2 separate regions of the Danio rerio genome follow, and region 2 is linked to region 1. A link is a contact called in public Hi-C data. All regions are on one chromosome and are shown on one strand. Each heading gives the region's core, a stretch centred on a gene start, on an enhancer-like site or on the middle of the called end of the contact. The rest is flanking DNA. Distances are from core to core; before and after follow the strand shown.

The links. A called contact is a pair of places that touch in the nucleus more often than the background predicts.
Region 2: a Hi-C map of an unstated tissue shows a contact between it and region 1, with 2.8 times the contacts expected there. The contact joins the promoter of dip2bb here to the enhancer-like site in region 1. A contact is called at or near these places in 2 of 18 Hi-C or Micro-C datasets (caudal fin and an unstated tissue).

What each region holds. Positions count from the first base shown.
Region 1 is chr6:42,114,253-42,119,908 of GRCz12tu, forward strand. It overlaps dip2bb (disco-interacting protein 2 homolog Bb), which reads right to left. Exons shown (of 38, transcript XM_073954378.1): 7 at 4,355-4,474; 8 at 2,603-2,800; 9 at 2,427-2,518; 10 at 1,381-1,491; 11 at 1,149-1,272. Among named protein-coding and RNA genes, the nearest start is that of si:dkeyp-80d11.1, 33 kb to the left of the region's middle. Within about 2 kb of position 2,684, at least 3 of the 62 cell types and tissues checked have an H3K27ac peak or open chromatin away from gene starts, as enhancers often do.
Region 2 is chr6:42,152,879-42,158,581 of GRCz12tu, forward strand. It overlaps dip2bb (disco-interacting protein 2 homolog Bb), which reads right to left and starts at 3,625. Exons shown (of 38, transcript XM_073954378.1): 1 at 3,390-3,625. The coding sequence starts at 3,474.

The sequences.
Region 1 (5,656 bases), core at 1,434-3,933:
TTCCTTTCCATTACTGGCCTGCAGCTAAAAGGGCATCCACTGCGTAAAACACATGCCTGAATAGTTGGTGGTTCATTTCTAACTAAGCCAGAGGAAAATTAATGAAGATATGAAAAAATTTTCCTTTCGATTAGGATAGACAGTAAAGCCAAAAGGTACATTTTCCCATTTCCCAGATTGGACATTGTTTGTGGTAGCGTACAAAATATTTCCTGTTGTCAGCAGGTGGTGCTATTACTGTAGATTAATATTGTCATGTACTGTAGATGTGTTCAGGCCAAGATCAAATGTGTTCATTTTGGGGCAGATCAGCCATTGCATGACTGTATTGTAACAAATTCCTCTTTTATGGTGAACCATTTGAAACTTGTCAGACCGTCACGGACTTTCGCTCAACTGAAAAACGTCTTCACAATTTAATATATAGCAAACGTTATACAGTTGAATTCAAAATAATTAGCTCTCCTGTAATTTTTTTCTTTTTCAAATATTTCCTAAATGATGTTTAACAGAGCAAGGAATTGTTCACAGTATTTCCTATAATATTTTTTCTTCAGGAGAAAGTCTTATTTGTTTTATTTCAGCTAAAATAAAAGCAGCTTAAAAAAATATATATATATATTAAGTTCAAAATTTTTAGCCCCAATATTTGTCCTGTTGTCTACAGAAAAAACTGTTGTGATGACTTGCCTAATTACCACAACTTGCCTAGTTAACATAATTAACCTAATTAAGCCTTTAAATTGCACTTTAAATTGAATACTAGTATTTTGAAAAATATCTAGTAAAAATATTATATAGCCTCATCATGGGAGAGAAAAAAGCAATCAGTTATTAGATATTAGTTATTAAATCTTAATCTTAAATTATTAAATCTTCTTTCCATTAAACAGAAAGTGGGGGAAAATATACAGAGAGCCTAATAATTTAGGAGGGTGTATAATTCTGTATAATATCACTAAATAATTTGTATTCATTTTGGTTTGGTTTGGCTTTCAATTTTAGTCCAAGAGACATTTTGGAAGGCATTGCTATGATCATTGTGTCCATCAAATTTACATAGAACATAAAACTCTTAACCCAATATAAAATTCCCAACACTCACCAGCTTTTGAAAGGTAATGGATCAGTACTTTGAAGTCTCTGACCTTTAAACTGCAGTATTTCTCCAGTGGGGGTTTTTGGTAAACCCTTCAAGCAGATTTCACTGGTCAAAGCCAGACCCACACCACAGCTGCCTAACAAAAAGCCAACCTGGCTGCTCCCAGCATCCTGTAAAAACACACGGAAATTGTTTCATCGCAATGACAAGTTCAAATGTTAACACTTTATTGGATTTTGAAAGCTCCATTTAATGTATTTTTGTCAAATGTTTGGTACCTTTCGGGACAGTGGAACCTCGATGGGGACAGGAATAACTTCAGCCAACAAACAACCATAAAACGCAACCCAAAACATACCGGGGTCACTGTTAGGATACACCAGCGCCACCTGAATCAAAAACAAAGCCACGTTTGCAAATGATTCAAAGAAAATGCCAGAATAAAAAAAAAACATTGCTTTTATCAATATATACAACAATATGAAGTAAATGACAGTGCTTTTATTAGGTAAAACTAAAATGATATCATTTGTTACTTGCAAAAGCATTTAACAGCATTTAGCAACATGTTAGTTAATAAATGTTTATGTTCTTGTTAATAATGTGTTCATAGAGAATAATATTATTAAATATTAAAAATTGCTGTAAAAGAATTCTTATTTAGTTTATGTTAACTAATGTACTGTATTTGACTATTGACAAATAAAATCTGAAATGAAATGTATCATTACATCTAATGAAAAACTCATAAAATAAATTGAAAAATTATAAAGTAATAAAAACTGCTAAAATAACACTACAATAAAAAAATAAAGCTTAATAAAAATAACATTTAAAAGTATCAAGTATTACCAAATACATAGCATACATTTTAAAACCCAAATTCAAATGAAGACTTCAAACATATAAATAAAAGCTCATTTAAAATATTAATGACTAAAAATAAAAAAACTGTTAAAACTAAACTACAATAAAAATAAAGCTTAATTAATAAAAATAACATTTAAAACTATTAATCAAATCAAATCACTTTTATTGTCACATAATCAGCAGCACGTGTGCTAAGAGGAGTGAAAAGCTTAGTATCACTCATCATTAAAGTATCACTAAACACATAGCATGAATTTTAAAACCCAAATTAAAATTGAAATGTCGTTAAAATAAAAGCTCATTTAAAATATGAAAGACTACTTCAATAGCACATACACACTAAAATAACATTAGTATAAATACTCAAATGACTGAACCGTTTATACACCAGCAAAACATCGTCATGTAATAATCTAAACATGAATTATAGTTTTGTTTGTTTGTTTGTTTTTACTCTGTCTCCTGGTTTGAGGATCTGCTCATTTTTGGTGCCTAGTTTGTTGAGGAGCGTGTAGGCCAGCTTTACACTGCGACTCCACAGTTTCCCTGTCAATCACACACAATCACTCAGCTGTAAAACCAACGCCAGCATCTGCATTCAATCAGCATAAGTGTTTTGCTCCTTCTTACCAAACGTGAGTGTATAGAGTGGTTTTCCTGTAATGTCCAGAGCGGTGAGAGCAGGACTCTTGCCCTGTGTGGCTCCCCATCGCGCTAAAGCTGCCTGGAGGGCAGGAGGCCAGTTACTGACCACACCCAGCGGCTCACCCTTCACCGGGATGATCTGACGGCCTTCGGGCCTCGGGGTGTTCGGATCTGCCCGAGGAACTGAGGAGGACAAACACGTGGGTCAATGCTTTTGCAGCCAGACGACCAAACTTGAAGATGTGTTATTAATGTTGTTATAATATAATTAAATCCCCACTGAATTGCTGAAGGTAATAAGTTACATAACAAAAATAATTATAATAATAACATTGTAAATGCATATAATAATATTGATATTACTGAATTAAATGACTAAAATTAAATCCATAACACCATAACTACCAATACAATCACTACTATGACTAAAATTAGTTATTTTTATTTTATCAAATTACACAGATTATATGAGTAAACATGACTATAATATATTTGAGTAGTAAAATTCATAAAAATATAAATAAATGCATATAATAATAAAATTGTATAATATTGTTATTACTGAAGTAAATGATTAAAATTAAATCAATAACTGTATTTATTTTGAAAAAAGTAAGTTATTAAAGTAAAAATCATAATTATATTATAACTACTAATTCTACCCTTACTATGACTACTAAAATTAGTTATTAATATTTTACCAGTTATACAGATTATATGCATAAATGTCACAATATACATTTGAATAGTAAAAAATCATGAAAAATTTTGTAAATGCATACAATCATAAAATGGTCTTATATTGTTGATATTAAATTAAATGATTTTTTTTAATGTAAAATTTATAATAATAAAACTACTTATTCTACCCCTACTATGACTACTAATATAAATTTTAAATATTTTATCAAATGATACAGATTACATGTGTAAACTTCACAATAATAAAGTTCAACTTTAAAAATCATTAAAAATATAATTAAATGCATATAATAATAAAATTGTATAATATTCCTATTATTGAATTAAAATATTAATGTTAAGTTAAATCTATAACCAAAATTCTTTTGAAAAAAAAATTATTATTGTAAAAAACATTATAATATAACTACTTATAGAACCACTACTATGACTACTAAAATGTACTGTTTTTATTTTATCGAATGATACAGATTATATGTGTAAATATGACTATAATATACCTGAGTACTAAAATTCATAAAAATATAAATAAATGCATATAATAATACAATTGTATGATAATATTGTTTTTACTGAAGTAAATGATTAAAATTAAATCAATAACTGTATTTATTTAAAAAAAAGTTATTAATGGTAAAATCACAATAATATTATAACTGCAAATTCTACCCTTACTATGACTACTAAAATGAGTTATTAATATTAGATAAAATATTATTATTATTATTATTATAACTTTGTATAAACGTATGATTATTATTTTTATAAACCCTTAAAATTAATATTTATGCTTTGCTTTTAACTGTTAAACCACAGGGCTTTTATTTGGAAAGAATACAGCAGGGGAAATTCTCTTTTAAAATACTGGTCCTCTGCAGAGTTTTAACCATTTTCATTAAAAACATTTCAAATGCACAATCTAAGTTCTCTGGACATTGCTAGATTTATGAAAAAAGATGCATTTGTCACTCAATGATGGAGGATTTTAGGCACTGACAACAATTCTTAGCATTCTTTCAGAGCTGATGGACATACCTTCCACAATCTCCTCTTGGTCATCCATGAAGAACTCACTGAGCGGTGGCCGTTTGGGTCGTTTGAGTGTATTTAGAAGCTGCTGGATCTTAGTGGACACACGACTGGACACTGGAACACCTACACCAGCATTGGGGTCAGGCAGGGTGGGATGAGACAAACACACACTGGCACACACACACACACTCTTTCAACTGACCTGGGAGTTCATAAAACATGACTAGAGCGGAAGTACGAATGTATTTAAATGTATCAGACTCTCCTACAGTGGTATTTATCAGTCCTGGACCCAAGATGGCCAGCTATAGCAAAAAAATGCAAATAATTAAACCTAAAATCATACAAACACAACAAATCAAAAGTTTGAGGTCAGTAAGATTTAAAGCAAGGATTTATTAAATGTTGACGATAAAGACTTTTAGCGATACAAAAGTTTATTGTAAATAAAATGTGCTGTTACTGAACTTTTTCATTCATTTTCTTTTCAGCTTAGTCCCTTTATTAATCTGGGGTCGCCACAACGAAATAAACCGCAAACTTATCCAGCATCTGTTTTACGCAGCGGATGCCCTTCCAGCCACAACCCAACACTGGGAAACATCCAAACACAATTTGGCCAACTCAATTCACCTGTACCACATGTCTTTGGACTGTGGGGGAAACCGGAGCACCCGAAGGAAACCAATGAGAACGCAGGGAGAACATGTAAACTCCACACAGAAACGCCAACTGACCCAACCGAGGCTCGAACCAGCAATACTGAACATTTTATTTAATAATAATAATAATAATAATATTGATAATAATAATGATGATAATAATAATAATAATAATAATAATATTGATAATAATAATAATAATAATAATAACGATAATAATAATATTGATAATAATAATGATAATAATGATAATAGTAAAAATGATAATATTGTTAATAATAATAATAATAATAATAATAATAATAATAATTCCTTACATTTATTTAGCACTTTTTCTGGACACTCAAAGCGCTTCATTCTCCTCATTCACCACCAGTGGGCAACAGCCATATTGTACATACAACACACCAGCTTATTGGAGGAGAGAAGAGTGATGAAGCCAATTATAATATGAGGATGGTTAGGAGGCCATGATGGACAGAGACCAGTAGGCAAAATTTGGCCCTACTTACAAAATTAAACCCCTACTCTTCTTTCAAAGAACATCCAGGAATTTTTAATGACCACATAGAGTCAGGACCTTGATTTAATGTCTCATCTGAAAGACGGCACTTACTGAGCAGTATAGAGTCTCTTTCAATAT
Region 2 (5,703 bases), core at 2,375-4,874, 40 kb after region 1:
ATCAGCTGTTAAGCCATTCTCTGATGCACATCAATCAGAATCAGTTTTTATATTAGAGTAATACTGTTTAAGAGATTGTTTCACTTTTCTGAACACACCACTGATGCAAGGCTTATATAACATGTAAGGATGACTAAACACACATGCAAACAAACAGAGCCCCTTCTGCTGTGAATCACAATGACAAGTGCAGCACAGTAAATGTAAACGACCACCCATATCTGAGTTTTAGTTCTTCTGTGCATTGCTGATGAACACAGCTCTAGACGCATGTGGTGCATTTTGATTGTTAATAATGCTAAATAAAAAGTTATACTTTCTCTATATCAGTTTTAAGTGCGGTAATATATCTTGCTATATGGGCATGACATTACTATTTATTTAAATGCCACAAAAAAGTTTTGTAGGTGACAGCAGGCCACTTTATACTAAGCTCCATTGTTTGAGTGAGCAATTTAAATGTCCTGTGGCAAGCTGTTTTTACATTTAGCTGTATTCTTTAGGACTGGTGTGTTTGGAAATACTGATACTTTAATTTAGAAGGCAATAGCGACAAATCACTTATTTGAATTTGGAATCAATTAAAAAATTTAGTTACGTGATTCTTTGACAAATTTATTAATTCATTGAGTTTTATTTTACTTATCATTCATTCATTCATTTTCCTTCAGCTTAGTCCCTTTATTCATCAAAGGTCGCCACAGTGGAATGAACCACCAACTTATTCAGCATTTGTTTTACACAGCAGATGCCCTTCCAGCTGCAAGCCAGTACTGGGAAACACCCGTACATTCTCACATTTACACACATACACTACGGCCAATTCAGCTTATTCAATTCCCCTATAGCGCATGTGTTTGGACTGTGGGGGGAATCTGGAACACCCGGGGGAAACCCACGCGAACACAGGGAGAACATTTTTAGTTATAAAGAATGACCAAATTCGATAAGAAATCAATGCTTGCATAATCAGAAATAATGCTGTATGTATATTACTTGGAGATGACACATGACATCATATTTTGAGATATTTTGTCCTCAGACATGGAATTATGCATTTCTATGGATATCATACACACCAAAAAGAATTTGCAATTATAACGTGGTGGAGCAGTCACATGGTACAAGACATAGCTTTCAAAAATATCAATTAAAAAGAATTGGAATTAATTGGAGTTCTTTTACTAGTCGAAATCCTGTGATTACGGTAATTTTAACATGTAGTCAAGGCATATTTAATGCTTAATAGTACACACAAAAACGTCATTTACGTTTCCATTAGGGATGCTCAGATCAATCGGCCAAAGTTCACTATCGGCCCATAATCATATTTATGACTCAATCCGTACTCGCTGATCTGATCTCATGAACCGATCGCAGGTGTTTGTGTTACTTGGAGATCAGCAAAATATTTGAATGACATTGCATGTATTTAGGCCTTTTTACATATAACAACTGAAAATTCTGTGTTTTTGACAATATCGCAAGTTTACTTATAATATTATATTATATTATATTATATTATATTATATTATATTATATTATACTTATAATTATATTAAGCGAGGTAAGTGGCCGCTTAAATATCTAGAAGTATAAATTATACCTATAAACTTTATATAATGTTGTTTTCTATCATATTTTGTATGATGAAAGTCAAACAAATGAAATTCTAGCATAATTAAATTTTATTTAACATAAATTAAAATTTAATATCAATATAATAATGTTGTTGTGTATTATAAAATAAAATATTATTATTACATCTGCACAAATTGTTCCAGTCATGAAGCTATCCAGCAGTCAAAATTATACATTTTTTATTTTTATTTTAAAATAAATTTTTTAATTTAAAGATTGCATTAAAATACAACATAGAAAAGAAGTTTGAGTGATATAAAAACAGCTAAATAAATAAAAATGAAATAAAAGTAGAAAGGGTGCATTTCAGGACTTTTAGGCAGCATGGCTGGAATTGCTTATGGCCAACCAAATGACTAGATCCGCCCTGACAGTAGTTTATAGGCCTATTTCCTTTTAGTGAAGAAGTAATGGATTTATAGGTTTGCATTTTAGCTTCTTATGCATTAAATATGCTCTTCAAAATGTTTCTTGATTCAGACATGTTGTTTCCAAATTGCATTGTTACTCATCTCACCATTTTTTTTGTCTGTGTTATCTATTATGTTCTGTAAAGCTGTGACATGTTCACACCTAAATGCTTATAAGTGACGTGTTTAAGGCATTATATGCAACATCCTTAGTTTATTCTCTTAGGTAAGAAGAGATTTTAAAGGGAAAATGTGTTTTATGCATTATAAAAAATGAGAATTGGTACTCTGTATCGGCCGATCATTATGACAAAGAATCAGTACTCGGTCTCAATTGCAAAAATCCTGATAGGAGCATCCCTAGTTTATGTTTATGTTGTAATTTACTAATCATAATGTATATCTTAATTAACAAATACTGTTATAATAAACCATAAACATTGGTAGAATTCAAGATAACTTGAAAAGGAATAAGTAACAGCGTCTTATGTATACTAGTAAAAGATACAAGTTAGTATTCACTTATTATTAGTTGAAAGAAATAAGTGCTAGTGAAGTACCAACTAATTAAACCACCCTGAATGTTAAATTAGCTTGCCATACATGACCTCTCATTGAATCTACATGGGTGTTGATGATTGTGTATGAAGAAAAAAGGTATGTATGTCTATTAATAGCACAGTCAATGTGTGAAGCACTTCGTTCATTAATAAAGCATTGATTCTTTGGATGAATTTTAGTATACCCATTATTGATTTCCTATAAACTATAACATCAGCAATATGGGTTATAGAAATAGAGAGCGAGTGACTATTACTAAAGCTATTGTTTACTCATTTAAATATGTGTTCATTAGGCTAACATAGAAATAACTACCAAACGCAAAACTACCGTTAAACTCTGCTAGTTGGTCAAGTCATGAAGAGAGAACACATATGCAGAATCACCGTGGCCTGTAAATAAGCACATAATTATGCTTCACAGACACTGTGTTTTTGTTTTACACAATGTAACAGCAGATAACCAAAGCTTTTAAGGCGATGTCAGAACAATTAAAGAGAAACACCAAGCGGAATATAGGTTTCAAATGCGAAAAACGCGACGTCAAAGCAATGAGGTGCTGAAAAAGAGGTCAGTATGTTTCCGCGAGCGGCGGCGACATTGAAGCATCATCACCATCACGGAACCTGTATGTGTGTGCGTCTCTCTCTCTTCCTCTATCTCTCTGTGTGATGCTCGCACCGAGGATGCACGACTGATCCTGACAAATCAACACATATCCATCCAAAAGCACACATTAAGACAAGGGAGAAGCGTCGCCGTTGTTTAAAGGCTTACCCTCAGACAGCTCCAGGTCCAGTTCAGCGAGCTGCTCCCGGACCTCTTGCGGGAGAGCGGACACATCCACACCGCGCTCCGCCATTATGGCCCGAAACCGCGAGGAAAGAAAGGCGCAGAGCGGTTTCCCGACAACAAAAACACCCGTGTCCTCCTCACAGTGTATAACGACTGGTGTTAGAAAGCAGACCGAGCTCCATCACCTCCGCCATGCCGAGAGAGAAATCCCTACCGATGGGAGAGTCACATGACCAGCGCTCGGGATGAGGAGTCTGAGCTCTGCAGCCGCGGCGGGTTTGCTCCCTCTGCTGTGGCGAGAGAGAATCTTTATCTCATGTAACACCATGAAATCAAACACTGCCATAGTTCTAGTGAATGGCTTTACATTGAATAATATTAATTTGCCCTAAATTATTCACTCACATTTGTTTTCTAAATAAGTAGGTTGAGTTTCTTCACGTGAAGCACAAAATGAGATATTCTGAAGAACCTTCACGCAGCTCTTTTCCACAACGCTACTTTATGGCAAGGCAAGGTTGTCAAAAAAAAATGAGCTTTTAAACAAGGTAGGAGTGAATAAATAACCGAATTATTTGTATTTCGGGTTAACTACCTTACTACGTTGTTATTTTGGTTTATCAGATTCTTAAATGTAGTTTTAAAAATAATTAGTTAATAAAAATTAAGTTACAGTTATCAAGAAATATGTTTATTACTAGTTAAAATTTCATTTTTGATATCATGAATGTTTTCGTAATGATGTCATTTTTGATATCAAGAATTCAGGTTTGTACTAGTGGTTATGCAATTCCTGATATCAAAAATCAGCTTTTTTAATATCAAAAATGTAATTGTTGACATCAAAAAATAATGTTCAGCCGTTTTGACTTAATTTATTCTCAGTATATGCAGTTTTGATATCAAAAATGTAATTCTTGATATCAACAAGTAAATTGTTGATATCAAGTCTGCATTCCTGATATCAGAAACTAAATTGTTGATCTCAAGAATTATATTGTTACTAGTAAAAATGTCAATTCCTGATATCAAAAACTTAATTTCACTTGTTGAAATGTTAATTCTTGATATCTGCAATTATATTTCAACATGTTACATTTTTTATTTCTAATATCTAAAAATGTATTTCTGATATCAACAATTAGGAAACAAATTTTTTATGTCAACAATTACTAATTTGACTAATAACAATTACATTCATGATATCAGAAATTAGGAGACGCAGTGGGTAGTGCTGTCGGCTCACAGCAAGAAGGTCGCTATTTCGAGCCTCGGCTGGGTCAGTTGGCATTTCTGTCTGGAGTTTGCATGTATCCTCCGGGTGCTCCGTTTTCCCCCACAGTCCAAAGACATGCAGTACAGGTGAATTGGGTAGGCTAAATTGTCCATAGTTTATGAGTGTGAATGAGTTTCCCAGTGAAGGGTTGCGGCTGGAAGGGCATCCGCTGCGTAAAAGACGTGCTGGACTAAGCCAAAAAAAATGAATGAATGAATGAATGATATCAGAAATTAACATTGTCACTAGTGACAAACTGATTGTAAACAATTTGTGATAATGTACTTCAAATGTATTATGACTTTATTTTATAACCCATATGACAACTGCTTAGTTCCTTGTTTTTGTTTCTATTTTTCCCCTTCTGTCATTTTTTTCCTCTTCAAAATAAAAAAAGTTATGAAAAAAGAACTAACATATTGATACAAACGTCTAAAAAGCTTTCTTTTGATTTTACAAGCACTATATTACTGCAATATATGATTGATGTTACAGTCAATGTCCTTTTGCCATCTAGAATGAGAATATCATATTGAGTAAAGGCGAATTGGAAATTAATTATTGTGATCCAACATTAGCTTTGCACTTATGGATGACATGATAATTCATTTCAGGTGAAGGATAATCCACTTACATCCAAAACAAGTTGTATGATCTTTATAGCATGTGCTTTATATACACATTGCTGCTGATTGGACATTTTTGACACACCCACTAAACATGAGACTATATTAATAGTGAATGACAGGGATTTTCTGCACAATGAGTATCGGTGACAGTGTTACTCGTGTTACTGTATTTGAGGTAATAGTTGCAACGATTGACATGATTTCATCATTATTATTGTATTTGTTTATGTAGAATTTCAATAGCAGACTAACAAATGTTGTTCATGATGCTACAGTCTATTTTTGTGTAAAACCCAATGCCATAATTAGGGTGGTTTCAGAACTTAAATTAAAAGCTAGAAAAAAATTATCCAAATATTAAATATAAAAGTTAATTAAAATACATCATGAT